2 separate regions of the Mus musculus genome follow, and region 1 is linked to region 2. Evidence: chromatin contacts called from public promoter capture Hi-C data. All regions are on one chromosome and are shown on one strand. The core of a region is the stretch at or near the end of the contact, and the rest is flanking DNA. Distances in the headings are between cores, read along the strand shown. Region 1 has its middle 26 kb from the start of Ap1s3. Region 2 holds the start of Kcne4 (potassium voltage-gated channel, Isk-related subfamily, gene 4).

What was found. Promoter capture Hi-C pulls out the DNA fragments that hold promoters and counts their contacts.
Region 1: a promoter capture Hi-C map of embryonic stem cells shows a contact between it and region 2, with 6 times the contacts expected there. The contact joins the enhancer-like site here to the promoter of Kcne4 in region 2. A contact is called at or near these places in 8 of 39 promoter capture datasets (the C10 cell line, cranial neural crest, embryonic stem cells and 3 more) and 1 of 9 other capture datasets (adipose tissue).

The regions. Positions count from the first base shown.
Region 1 is chr1:79,694,748-79,701,619 of GRCm38.p6, forward strand. No RefSeq gene overlaps it. Among named protein-coding and RNA genes, the nearest start is that of Ap1s3, 26 kb to the left of the region's middle. Within about 2 kb of position 3,959, at least 87 of the 459 cell types and tissues checked have an H3K27ac peak or open chromatin away from gene starts, as enhancers often do.
Region 2 is chr1:78,814,946-78,822,104 of GRCm38.p6, forward strand. Kcne4 (potassium voltage-gated channel, Isk-related subfamily, gene 4) reads left to right here and starts at 1,966. Exons shown (of 2, transcript NM_021342.2): 1 at 1,966-2,051; 2 at 2,666-5,087. The coding sequence starts at 2,692. The coding sequence ends at 3,204. The region is part of intron 3 of Gm29536 (predicted gene 29536); the gene reads right to left.

The sequences.
Region 1 (6,872 bases), core at 2,709-5,208, 880 kb after region 2:
GTCCCCCATAGGGAACACTGAACACTGTGATGCTGCTGTTTGGGAAAGGTACGGAACCTTTAGGGAGTGGAGCCTTGTTACTGGGATACATCACTGGAGGCGGGATTGGAGGACTTAGGACACGCTGTACTTCCTGATCCTCCGTTGCTGGCAAGAGGCTGAAGATCGGATCAGCTCATTTTTTCTGCTCCCACTACCAGGCACTTTGTGACACATCCTATGACTGTGACAGTTATGATTATGGGAAAAGCAACAAATCTTGCCTAAGTTACTTTTAGTCATCGTACTTGAGCACAGCAACAGAAATGTAACTATTGAGGGACCCCAGTCTCGAGACTCCGTCGGGAAGCAGGGAGGCATGCAAACTCCCTGTGTTGTGATGTCTTTCGAGCTGTGCTTGACCTTGTCGCCATCCAGGCAAGAGACAAAGGGATTTTAAGGAGAGACAGTTGTGCTGTCCAGCTGCTGGAACAATGAACACCGAACAACTAAAACCTCCTGAGGAATCTCCTGAGTGGGAAAGTACTAAGGGCCAAAGCTCTCATGACAGCAAAAACAATAAAAGTTGTTGCCCAGGAAGACTTCACACAGTCCTGACAACTTCCTGGATGGAAGATCCTACCTTGGATCTACCAAGGTAGGATGGGGATCCTACCTTGCAGGATGAACTGGATCAGAGATGGTAGGTCAGTGACAGTTAGGACCATACCTTGACCAGCACTGGTTAAATATCCGTATCTCTTGTAATCTCTTGAAACCTAAACCTCATGCTAGTACACTGAAGTTGTACTTGGGGAGTTACTCGACAACTCCCCTATTTTTCTTTTGCATTTTTGAGATAGGTTTGTAACAGCCCCGGCTGTCCCAGAACTCATTTTGTAGAAAGGGCTGGCCGCAAACACAGAGATCCACCTGTCTCTGCCTCCTGAGTGCTGGGATTAAAGGTGTATGCCACCACACCTGGCTTTGATTCCCATTTCTTACCATTCCCAGATGTGACCACATTGAGTAAGTTCACTCTTTTTTCAGTGTCCTTTGTCTCTTTAAAGGCTGTAATAGGGGTAAGGTGGCCAGGACTCCTTGAGCTCAGACTTGGACCCAACAATGTCAATAACCCCCTAGGTGACTGTTTTATAAGAAGCAGCATTTGGTTCCATTCTAAGTACAAAAGATTGGTGCAAGTTAACTGTGCATTGTTTATATAGACACTACCACCTGGCCAACACCACCCATGGAACTTAAGACTGTTACCTGATTCCTAAATCTATAAATTACCAAGGTAGACTGGGACCATAAGAGCACATGGCTTTATTAAAACTCTTAAGAAAAGTCAGGGGCTGGAGAGATGGCTCAGTGGTTAAGAGCACCGGCTGCTCTTCCAGAGGTCCTGAGTTCATTTCCCAGCAACCACATGGTGGCTCACAACCATCTCTAATAGGATCTGATGCCCTCTTCTGGTGTGTCTGAAGATGGCTACAGTGCACTCACATAAAATAAACAAATCTTAAAAAAAAAAAAAAAGTCAGACACAACAAATTATCACACACACCTGTTTGAGGGAGGTTCAATACCTGCAGGAAGAAGACACCTACCATTGTGATGGTACCATGTGTGCATCAAGGACTTGGCACACAGAAGACCCTAATTGCCTCTAGGACTTCAGTTCAGCAGAAGCCCCATTTCCTGAAGCGATGCACTGGATTATCAGTGTTTCTGTCCACCCCGTCCTCCACCCAGCCTGGTCCTGTGCTGGCCACTGTACAGCTGCTCTTTGTGGATGGGCTGGAAGTCACAGCTCCACTCTGTCTCCAGTAGCTCTCCAATTTACCTTGCTGTTTCTCAGACCAAATCTTGTTGTCTTTGGCTCCTGACTCGTTTTATCCATCGCATCAGGAAGCCATGCACAGGTTTCCTCCAAAATACACCCAACACATGATCCCCTCATGCTTCCTTTGCCATGCATCCCATCCTTGACTCCTCAGGGCTACCCCTCACCTCAGCCTCTTCAGCACCCTGTTTGCACCTTACCCCTTACAAACCAGGTGGAGCAGTTGCCAGAATGACGTACTCACAATGCACAAGAAAAGTCATGATGTCCTGGCACCCAAGACCTTCTGACATACAACGGGGTGTTTTGTTTTGTTTTGTTTTTTCAAGACAGAGTTTCTCTGTATAGCCCTGGCTGTCCTGGAACTCACTCTGTAGACCAGGCTGGCCTCAAACTCAGAAATCCACCTGCCTCTGCCTCCCAGGTGCTGGGATTAAAGGAGTGTGCCATCTCTGCCCGACTGCAATGGGTTTCTTATACTTGGGAAAGGCCATGGGCTTTGCAGTGTCCCTGAATGATGGACAAGCCCCGCCCCCAGACACACCCCACCGCCCTGGCTTTCACAGGTTCTGGAGAGGCTCCTCATCACTTGGGCTGTATGCAGTCTAGATCACTGCTTCTCTCCAGACACACGAAGCTTTCGATGAGGGCCAGGTGTGTCTGGCCTTTTGACATCACCTCACAACACTGTCATAACCAAGTTCATGCCTGAGAAGTTTGCAATCAAGTATTTTTAAATTGTTAAAAAAAGAAAAAGTCAACGAAACTTCAGTGTTTTAAGTACCCTTACAACCTTGTGCTGAGCTTAATTCACATGCACTCTGGGGAGCAAGCTGAACACACACATGAGCTGTTTTCTCTTCCCTGGACCGCTTTCCTTGTTTCTGGCTTTGCTCTCTCCTCCTTTAAAATCTTTGTACATGTGTCACTCTGAGCACAGTTTAACTTGGCAAGCTGCCTACACACACACACACACACACACTGAGCCTTCCATCTGCGGCTCCTTTTGTTTGCTTCCTTCCCACTTACTACTTTCCGGCACTCTGTGCACGTTACCTATTTGCTGGGTCACTGCTTCCCTCTGCAAGGATGGAAGCTCACCACAGCGGGAGCGTCGCTCTGCTCAAGGCTTTCTCAACAAGTGAACTGTGTGTCAACAAAAACTCACGCGTAAAGGACAAAAATTACATGTAAGAGGCAGTTGCTTCATTGTGGAAAGCTCAGTAACTCAGCTTTTCTGACTGCTCTAATCACTGTGCATAATTTATAAAACACTGTAGACCTCCAGCATCTCTATATCCAATAAATATAGTAATATGTAGTTATCTTGTTGGTTAAAAGAAAAGCTTGCAGGTCTCAGGAAGGTAAAGGGAAGGAGTTTAAGGAGAACATGCCCTCAGCTGGCCCTGGTAGAAAAGCAGCCACCTCGGGGCAGCAGCTTTTCTTTGCAGACAGCTCTGCATGCTGGAAATCCGGTGAGGAGCTTGGAGACCAGGCCTTCATGTATCAGGACACTACTGCTGTGTAACAAAGCACACTAACACTGACTTTCAAAGTCTGTTTTATTGTCCACACTTTTGTGGGTCAGGAATCTGAGAGCAGGGTCCCACAGCTGTGCCTGTTTCTAGTTTCTCATGATTTTCCAGATGTTGTTGGCTGCATCTGTGCAGGATGTTCAGGATGGGCCACTCACAAGGCTGGATGCCTGCGCCGGCTGGCAGCTGGAGCTGCTTTCCCACAGACAGATGTGGACTGGGTGCCATTTTCTGACTTAGCCTCAGAACCACATAGTTTTACCTTTTCCCAGTTTCCCAGACCTGTTACCAAGGCTGGTCTGGTGAGTCACTGAAGTGGGCTCTTTTAAGGGGAAGACAAGAGACATCATCACTTCATAGGAGGAAGGTCTGAAATTCTGTGGAAATAACTTAGGAACTACAACAGCATCCATAAGAACATAAAACTGAGGGCAGCTTCTTACAGTCTCATGGTAAGAAGGCTCCTCCCCCTGCCCCCCCCCCCCCCAGTAGACTCTGCTGTTTTAGGATAACCAACCCCTCCCCACAGTCTCTGTGGCTTACCACAGTCTGTCTTGTACCTCTATCTCATACCACTTCCAGCCTTTGGCTAAAGTGTCAGTGGCATGCCAGGGAATTGTGGTGGTGTAAGGATGGCTGTGAGGAAACAGCCACCCAAAGGCCCCACTCCATGCTCACTCTCTGAGCAAATTCACATCACTTGCTTTTTTAACTTCACAGAGCAGCTGACTGACACGAACTGGACCAGCACTGTTACTTTAAAGATGGACTGTTGTGCCGGGCATGGTGACACACGCCTTTAATCCCAGCAGTTGGGAGGTAGATTTCTGAGTTCCAGGCCAGCCTGGTCTACAAACTGAGTTCCAGGACAGCCAGGGCTACACAGAGAAACCCTTTCTCAAAACACCAAAAAAAAAAAAAAAAAAAAAAAAAAAAAAAAAGATGGACTGTTGTGTTTTACTGATCAACTTACCAAGTTGTTTTTGTTTTGTTTTGAAGATTTATTCTTTTGTATATGAATATACTATAGCTATTTCCAGACACACCAGAAGAGGGCATCAGATCCCTTTACAGATGGTTGTGAGGAACCTTGTGGTGGCTGAGTATTGAACTCAGGACCTTTGGAAGAGCTGAGCCATCTCTCCAGCCCCAACTTATCAAGTCGTTAAGGGTCAGTGTGCAGCAAGTGTTTCTCTCCATCCACTCTGCATATTCTGGGGATTGAACTTACTTTGCACTTGCCAGGGAGTGCTCTACCGCTTAACCACATCCTCAAAGCATCAGCCAAATGACCATCACAGTGCCTGACAATATGCTCATGAAGCTATCCACAAATTTCCTAATAGAGGCTTGGCGGGGCTGGGGGGTGGGGGGGTGGGAAGGCCGGTGCTGACAAGATGGCTCAATGGATGAAGGCAGTCACTGCTAAGCCAAAGGACCAGAGTTCAATTCCTGGGAGCTCAAATGATAGGGGGAAAAACCTGCCCCAAGGCCAAGTTTGGCACCCACATGTCTCCCCTGCCAATAAATAAATGAATAATAAATAATATTTTTATGAGTTAGAGAAATGATGACAAGGACATAGGTGTGGCTGGATAAGAGTAAGAGGCCATAACAGATCCGAGGGGTAAGGATAATGAGAGCATTTTAGAACTTATACTGGGATGGGACAAGAGTTGTGAGCTGGGCTTATAGACTAGCATGATTTGAGTCACGCTGCACCAGCTCTGACAGCAGGCTGACAGAAACCAACAGACAACCAGGAAGGCAGTGGCTTGGAACATGGGGACGGATGCTGTTTGGTGGCCAGTGCTGGGATATTTCTTGAAGGAACAGCTGACAGGCTTTGTGTTCAGGTTTATGTATGCAAGCCTGCCCAACTTTACTTATCAGTAACTATTATCTTTTTATCATATATAAACATTACCACACCTGGGACACATCCGACATATTTTCAGTACACAACTGCAATTTGGGATTCCCTGGGGATCGGAGCAGGACTCCTGGGTAAAAGGCTAGGAGCTGTTCTACAAGGTCCTAAAAGGAAGAGAGCATGGGAAGGGCTTACAACAAGCTCCCAGCACTGGGAGGAGAGGCGGAAGGATCCCAAGGTAAAGGCCACTGTTGGCTCCATAGAGTCTGCAGACTGACTAGGCTGCATGAAGCCCTGCCTCAACAACAACTGTGTGTGTGTGTGTGTGTGTGTGTGTGTGTGTTGGTGGTGGGAGTGGTGGTGGGGGTGTTTCACACCAGTAAATCCAGAAACACGTTTCTGCCATGGGCCTTCTCCTCCCTTCAGTGTCGTGGTTTTGTGGAGACAGCCCAGCTTTTAGGAGCTGCTCTCCAGTTCCTCTCCTTCCAACAGCTTGAGGAAAACTGCACAACAGAACTATCTGTAGATTGTGCTCATTAACAATAACTCGCTTCCTGGGAATCTCATGACGTGTGCCATGTAAGGAGAGCCTGGCATGTGCATTCTGAAAGGAGACGTGAGTGACCACAGGCTCAAGTGAGGAGCCAAGTGCATTCAGATAGCCTGTATTCCCTCCTAAGGTCCCGTTCATTAATTCTCCCTTAAATATAAAATTTTCCCTTGATTTCTGTTGGTCCCTTAGAAGTCTCAAACTAACCTCATGTTCTCTATGCATAGCATAATGCGGGTGCTGTTCTTAACTGCAGAGCCATCTCTCCAGGCCCCATTCTTCCTCTAATCTAGTTATCAGAAATGTGAAAATATAATTTCACAATGCAAAAATGAAATAGTGCTATAAAAGTCAAGACTATGCTGTAACTGAAACACACACTGCCCTACCCACTTCCCTTGTCCCCAGATCACATACATCTCTACCTTGGTGAGTGCAGAAAATGGAGCTGTATTCCTGTTTGTGGTGTGTCGACCTCAGGTCTGGAGCACATGTGATCTCCGGGGTGGAGGCACTCTCCGTTCTCCATGTGTTCCCATGACTACTGTGGGAGAAATGGTGGTGACAGGTGGTGACAGGAGTCCCTCATCTACAATGAGACCTTCTTCCCTACTGCTAGGCAGATCTCAGGGAGTTACAGACACCCAACTCCAGCAAGAGCCAAGAAATACTGGGCCCAGTGTGCACAGCAATGAAATTCGGCCATGTATGGAAAACATTGGAAAGATAGACAATGTTAAGTTTTATGGTGCTTTCTCTGCAGGGTAGATTAGATTGTTTTATTTTTTTAAAAAGATTTATTAATTTATGTATGTGAGTACACTGTTTTTAGACACATCAGAAGAGGGCATTACCCATTACAGATGGTTGTGAACCACCATGTGGTTGCTGGGAACAGAACTCAAAACCTCTGGAAGAGCAGTTAGTGCTCTTAACTGCTGAGCCCTCTCTCTAGTTCTAGACTGTTTTAAAAGCACCATATTTCATATCACTTGGTAGAACCTAATTTTACTGTTTGCTTTTTGAGACAGATTTCATGCAGCCTAGTTTGGCCTCAAGTTGTGTAGTTGAGATCCTTCTGCCTGA
Region 2 (7,159 bases), core at 716-3,215:
GCCCATGTGGATTGGACATCCGCCAGTGCTTATGTGGTGGGTGGGTGGAAAAGGTCAGGTCTACCATGTAGCTGTAGAGTTTTGAACTGGCAGAGTGGTGAACCCAGATGTACTGATATGAGTGAAATTTCCTGGCATGAACAACCTTGGTGCTGGGGTCAGTGGCCGATCCCTCCGTGCCGGCTGGAGATTTACGGGGTGAGCACTGACCAAAGCATCTGGTGTGTTGTCCAGTGCTGTAAGTTACTGGTCCAACTCTTTTTCCCAGGATGCCTGTCAGAATTCACATCAGGCACAGAGCCAGACTCACAATGACAGTTCTAGCATCTGGATCGTATGTGCTGTATGCAGTCAGAGGGAAGTTTACATGTTTCTCCGTGCCTTCAGCTCAGTGTCAGTAGACCCATCAATGATGGTGTCTTTAAAGTTGTCATACATGCCAGCCCTGCTGCGGCTCCTTGGACAGAGGCTACTAGATGTAAAGGCTCCTTGCCAGTTTCCCTGGATTAGAATGACAGCCCTTTAGAGTAAACAGCCCAGCGAGCGAGCAAGTTCTTGGTGATTCTTCTCATGTCACGCATAGCAGCTTGTTTTGAACCTTGCTTGGTGGTTCGCTGAGAATACCTGTTTCTCCCATGACCTGTCTGAGATACCCAGAGATGTGTGGCACTCTTGTCTGGTGCTTCAGAGGCACTGCCATGTGAGGTAGAATGGAGCAAAACCTGCTCTCAGTAGCTCTCGCCAGCACATTTCCACTTAGTCCGGCTCACTAAAGAGAATCTGAAGATTTTTGTCTTCATACAAACTCTATCTTTGTAGCTCAGCTGACACAGAGCTCAGGCTCCCCTTGATTTGCCTCTCAATTGCTGCATTAGTGTTGCCCACCAATCTCTGGACAGAATCTGAAAGATTCTAAAAGAGATTGTAAGGACAATATTTGTGAGCATAATGTGAGCAAGTAGAAGCTTGCATTTTAAAGTAGTTAAGCTGAAACAAACCCAAAACTCATAAAGTTCTTAGAACTCTGTTTGCTGAGCAGTCCTGCCCCTCACTAGCCAACAGTTTTACTGCAGCAATACGAGGCCTGGGAAGGTTAAGGGAGGGTTTATCAAATTCACTCAATTAGTGGAAGAACGTAACACGGAAGCAATTGTTTCTTTTTTTTTCTTTTTAAAATATTTTTTATTAGGTATTTTCCTCATTTACATTTCCAATGCTATCCCAAAAGTCCCCCATACCCTCCCCCCCACTCCCCTATCCACCCACTCCCACTTTTTGGCCCTGGAGTTCCCCTGTACTGGGGCATATAAAGTTTGCATGACCAATGGGCCTCTCTTTCCAGTGACGGCCGGCTAGGCCATCTTTTTTGATACATATGCAGCTAGAGACAAGAGCTCCGGGGTACTGGTTAGTTCATAATGTTGTTCCACCTATAGGGTTGCAGTTCCCTTTAGCTCCTTGGGTACTTTCTCTAGCTCCTCCATTGGGGGCCCTGTTAATCTATCCAATAGCTGACTGTGAGCATCCACTTCTGTTTCTTGACTCTAAACCCTACCTTTGCTCCCCACTGTCTTTCATTCTAATGGTTTGGATTCCCCATGAAAACCTATTAGTAACATATCAACCAATCACTTTCCACAAGGAAAAGGAAACAAACTCAGTCAGTGAGAGTGGGCTTTGGGGTATCAGTTCAAATGCAGCACTTTTTTTTTCTCCCCTTTTCACACTTTGATTTTGGCCACCCAAAGCCTCTTGCTCTGAGCTGGGTTGGTCGGTCCGGGACAGGGAGCTCCTACTCCCCCCCTCCTTCTCTCTTCACAGCTGCAGAGTTCAGAGAGTTGAACTGCAGCGCTTTGAGTTTGCTGCTTGCTCAGCCACAGTCAACCTCTGTTGTAAATTTTCCTCCCGGAACACGTGACGATGCATTTCTTGACTATATATCCCAAGGACAGCAGCCGGGCTGTCAGAGCGCAGAGCCTGACAGAGAAGAGAAACATCCTCAGATTTGGCCGTTTAAGAGTTCCACACTTGGGACAAACTGTCAGCTTTTGGTAAGTTAGCAAGACTCCTTGTCTTCGGAGACATGCAAGGGGGAATAGTTCTATTAATAGAGAAAGTTTTCTTTCTTTCTTTTTTATGTAAGGAAACTTTGTTTTGGAAGTTGAAGCTTTTGAAACAAAATGTAAAGTTTGCTTCTGCCGTGCCAGCTAAAGCATGCCTTTCAATTTTAAGATGCTTTCCCCCCATGAATCCTTATATGGTCTATAATGTTCAAAGTATAGAGCTAATGCATAGTTATTTTCTGAAATGTAAATAAAGTGTATAATCTATCCATCCATCCATCTATCTATCTATCTATCTATCTATCTATCTATCTACCTACCTATCGATCACCTGTCTGTCTATCACCGATTTTTCTATCTGGTGAACATTTTTCTCATTTTTTCCTCCTTTCCCTCCCCTAATTTCTCTTACTTGCTCCAAGCTCTCTGAGCTAACCCGTTGACTGCTTGGTGAGATGCCTTACGTTCAGCTCTTTCTTTCATTCCTGTTCTTAATCAAAATAGGTGTATTTTGATCTATTGCAATTTCACGAGCCATGTGCTTGCCTTCTGCCTGTCCCATGGATCCAGGTGGAAGGTTTAACTTGCGGCTCTCTCCCCAGATCCCGGCTGTGTGAGCGGCAATTCAATGCTGAGGATGGAGCCTCTGAACAGCACATACCCCAGCGCTGCAGCCTCCAGCAGCCCCCTCGAGTCCCATGTGCCTAGTAACAGCAGTGGTAATGGCAATGAATACTTCTATATTTTGGTCGTTATGTCCTTCTATGGCGTTTTCCTGATCGGAATCATGCTGGGCTACATGAAATCCAAGAGGCGGGAGAAGAAGTCCAGCCTTCTGCTGTTGTACAAAGACGAGGAGAGGCTGTGGGGGGAGGCTATGAAGCCGCTACCTATGATGTCCGGCTTGAGGTCAGGGCAGGTGCCCATGATGCTGAATATGCTGCAGGAGAGTGTGGCGCCGGCACTGTCCTGCACTCTTTGCTCGATGGAAGGGGACAGTGTGAGCTCCGAGTCCTCCTCTCCTGATGTGCACCTTCCCATCCAGGAGGAGGGGGCTGATGACGAGCTGGAGGAGACCTCCGAGACGCCTCTCAACGACAGCAGTGAAGGCTCTTCCGAGAACATCCACCAGAATTCCTAGCACCCACCAGGTGCTAGGAGGTAGCTCCGTAAGCTACACTTGACAGAGGGAAGACACTTGCCAAGTGCCGGGTTTCGCTTTTGCTCTGCGGCTGCCACATTGAACAGACTGAGGGCAAGCTCCAAAATGGGGCAGGGAGAGACAAGGCTCAGCTGCAGTCCTTGAGGTTCCTGTGGGACTCATCTCTGAAAAAGTCCCAGAGACATACAGCATGACCATTGACTCTGGGGCCTGGGTGGTGGTGGGTCTGTGGTCAGCATCTGGCTGGATAATGTGGTGTTTTTTCACTGGAGGCCCTGGGTAACTTCTGCAGCATCTGTCTGTGCCCAGGGCTGACAACTGCCCAGGGCAGGCTGAAGGACTCGTTTCGATTTGCTAATTTTCCTAGAGCTTTGTTCTTCTAGATCTGATGGGCTGTAAGTATCTTTAATGTGTGCCTGTGGCATTCGATTAGAGACAGTTATATATTTCACTTGGAGGTGGGAGAAAGCTGAAGAGAGAACCCAGATTGTTTGCACAATGCAAAGGGAGAAGGTAATTCGTACACATGTCTGAATTAGCTGGGAGTATAAGCTATGACCTCATCTGAGCTTTTGTCTCACCTGTGAGCTTGAACTCTACAGCATTGCAGGTGAGCATGGCTTTCTTTGCCAGTCAGCTTCCTCATAACCAAGCCTGCATTCGGGATGGCTGTTCATGGTGGTCCTCCTGACCTTCACAGATTGGGTAATGGTGGGGTTATACAAGGCCAAATCATTGACAGCTCTGCTGCAGCTCTTTTTCCCAGCCTAGTTTTCTGAGGCCAGAAAGGACACATGTGGGCCTCATAATATGGGGTTTTGTCACGTAGCTGGACCCTGGAAGGGCATACTTAGGCGAGATCGAGCAGAGCTGGGGTTCAAGCAATGTGCTTCCTGGTCTGAGCCCTGACACTCATTCACTGTGAGGTTCTGGGCATGTCATCACAAGATTCTGCCTACATGAGGCTCCTGAGGCTGTGCAGCCCCAGGGGGCTGGGAGGACATCTTTAGACTTTGTACTGTGTGATAAATCCTCCACAGCCTGGTGTGAGGAAGTTTGGAGCAAGTATTTCCCCTTTGGCCGCTTAGTCTGGAGAAAGATGTGTTGACTTAAAGACACAGTTGGAGACTTTGGATATGTGTAGCTGGGGAATTCGAGGCTGGATCATCGGCCTTCCTTACTGTGGCTTTCCCAGGATGCGACTGAAGAAGCTGGCAGCATAGTTTCCTCTGCAGAGTCGTGTGGATGGGAGGATGTTAACACACCCAACCGAGGGAAAGAGAAATTTAAAGGGAGCTACTCAAGAGCTTTGCAGCAGGCTCTTGTGCCCTTAGAAGACCAGAAGGAAGCAGAAAACTCCCCAAAGGTCAAGTTTGCCTCTAGTGCAAAACCTTCTTAATTTTTATTTATCTGAACTCTCCCTGGATTGGAGACAGAGCAGTCACTAATGTCCCCATGAGGGGTTAACACTATAAGGAGCTGTTTTTTTCAATCAGTTTTGACACAGAGATAGAAAGGTAATTTATGTTAGAGGCGGAAAGGGGCCCTCTGTTCACTTTAAGATTCAGAGTGTGGATCAACTCCAAAGGGGGCCGTTTAAGTTGAAAGAAGCCAAGTTAAGTTTGGCCTCGTGCCTGGAATCACTTGAATTCTGAAACTTTACTGCGACAGACATGTGCGTTGTCACATTTTCCATTGCTTAATCCTGGTTTGGTGCAAGTCTGTCTGCGCCTGTTACAAAGTGATGTATATACTTCCTTCCAGTATGCTGAGTTGTAGACAATTGTCTGGTGTATTTAATGGTTTGTAATTTTCACGATATTTTTTAATTTAAATAAACACATTTTCGATATGAGAAGCCACATTTCTTTGATCCTTCAATATTTGTATGATTTCTCGTTTCTAAGCTGTTGCAAGCTATCACTGTATTCTATTCGGGTCGGGGTCAGACTTCCGAAAAGGCACATCTTTTGCTAAAGGGTGTGTAGTGTCTTTTCCATTCTTTGATCCACTTTGTTGGGACTGGAAAACAAGCTAAGGATGGTCTTACATCACCTTCTTCTGCAAAGGCCCGGGAGCTTTTGGACTCGAATGTGGGTGGCTTGGCGGGTGCTGCTAAGATGTCTCTCCAAATTTGGTTGCAAGAAAACATTTGATTTGCACGCTGACTTGGCAAACATCATCCACATGTGTGGCCCCGGCAGTCCAGGCTTAACGGGCAGGGTGGTGTCATATGAACAACAGAACAGATTTTACGAACGCAATCAAAAGTCCACAGCTGGAGTTCTGTTTCAGCCACCATGGTGTAAGAATAATTTCTAGGTCTCTCTCTCTTAGACTTCTTGCTGTGTCTCTGTCTCAAAGGCTGAAACATGGGCAGACTGGGGAGCCAGGGCAGCCTGGGGAGCCAGGGCAGCCTGGGGAGCCTGGGCTGCCTCTCCTTTATAAGTTTATTTGCACAGTCAGAATGCTAAAGAAAAATGATCAAAACCTGTGACCCATTTTCAAACCAAGCAGACAAAGTGTGTGTGTGTGTGTGTGTGTGGGGGGGGGGAATCTTGCTTTTATGTGTGTCTGTTTCTTGTGAGCTTCATTTTTTCTTTCTATTTCAAGTAAACATTTCCATAGGTTTGCAAATAGTTACCTAAAAAGGATCTACTTAGTAATGGAGCAGGGGAGCCTGGAACCTTCTGGAATAATATAGCAAGGACCTTGATTTACCAGCCATTAACACTGACGAACAACACGGAAAGTTTATAATAAGAGAAAACCCTTTACCCCAGCTTCTTGTCATTCTTGGTAAGGAAATAGTTAAGAAAACCTTTTGGTTGCCATGGGCGGAAGAAGAGGGAATTCTAAACTCTAATTGTCCTAAAAATATGCAGAGTACACTGTGTCGTTTTAATGGAATATTTGTTTTCTTTAAAAGAAAAAAAAATAGAACTTCTAAGCAGAACCTAAGGCCCAAGGGGTTTGGTCTGTGTGGATTTACTCATGCATGTGAAAGACTGCGAAGGGAATTTGGCCCTGTGCACCTCAGATATTAGAAACATATTTCAAAAGCACGTGAACGGTGCAGGATGAGGTAAATGGATCGTCCTGCTGGCTCCATGCTCTTCTAATTACACCTTTGTACGTCAGAGCCACACAGGGCTCCTGCAGAGGAAGAGATTGCTTTCAGCAACGGAATCATGGGATCCGAATTACCGGGAAGGGCTGAAGTTGAGCCAAGGGTTGAGTGCTTTTGGCTTGAGATCCTGGTTGGAAAATGGACCCCAGAATGCATTTGGAGCTACGACTGGAGGGTTTGTGGTAAGACCTGCTCATCCATGGCTCAACTGAAGAAAGACTACTTATCATCCTGTAAAATGCTCCTCTAGCCCGAGACGTTGCAGAATATTGATCTTATAAGGCAACTTAAACTCCATTTTTAGACATAGTATACTTTTGTTCTGTATTCTAAAGTACAGAACAAAGCTGCTGAAGAAAGCCGCAGGATATAGCGTGGAGGCAGAGGTTAGGGCTGGGGCGGACATTCAACCAGTGGCAGAGAGGTAGCGGGCAGTGGCTCAGGCTAGGCCAGGACTACCGTGTGTCAAGGCTGGTAGACGCCCAGCTTTGTCCTGTTTGCTTCCTCGCCTAACTCTGCTACTTCGTGCTCTGGAGCACCGGGGAAGCGCTCCAACCTCTTGGACTTTGCTCTCTTCCAACATGAAGACAACATGTTGGGTCCTGCGCCTTGGGAAGCTGATCATGAAAGGAGTAGTGAGCCGCTGAGCAACACCCAGCGCCCGTGTGAAACCAAAGCCAACACAGCTTCCATCTTCCTTTAAACTGCGTCCTGGGCACGCATCTGCAAAGAGTGTCCCAGGAACATCCTCTTCTGGGGATGCTTTTCTCAGGAGACTGCAATACTCAGAAGGAGGACACAGTT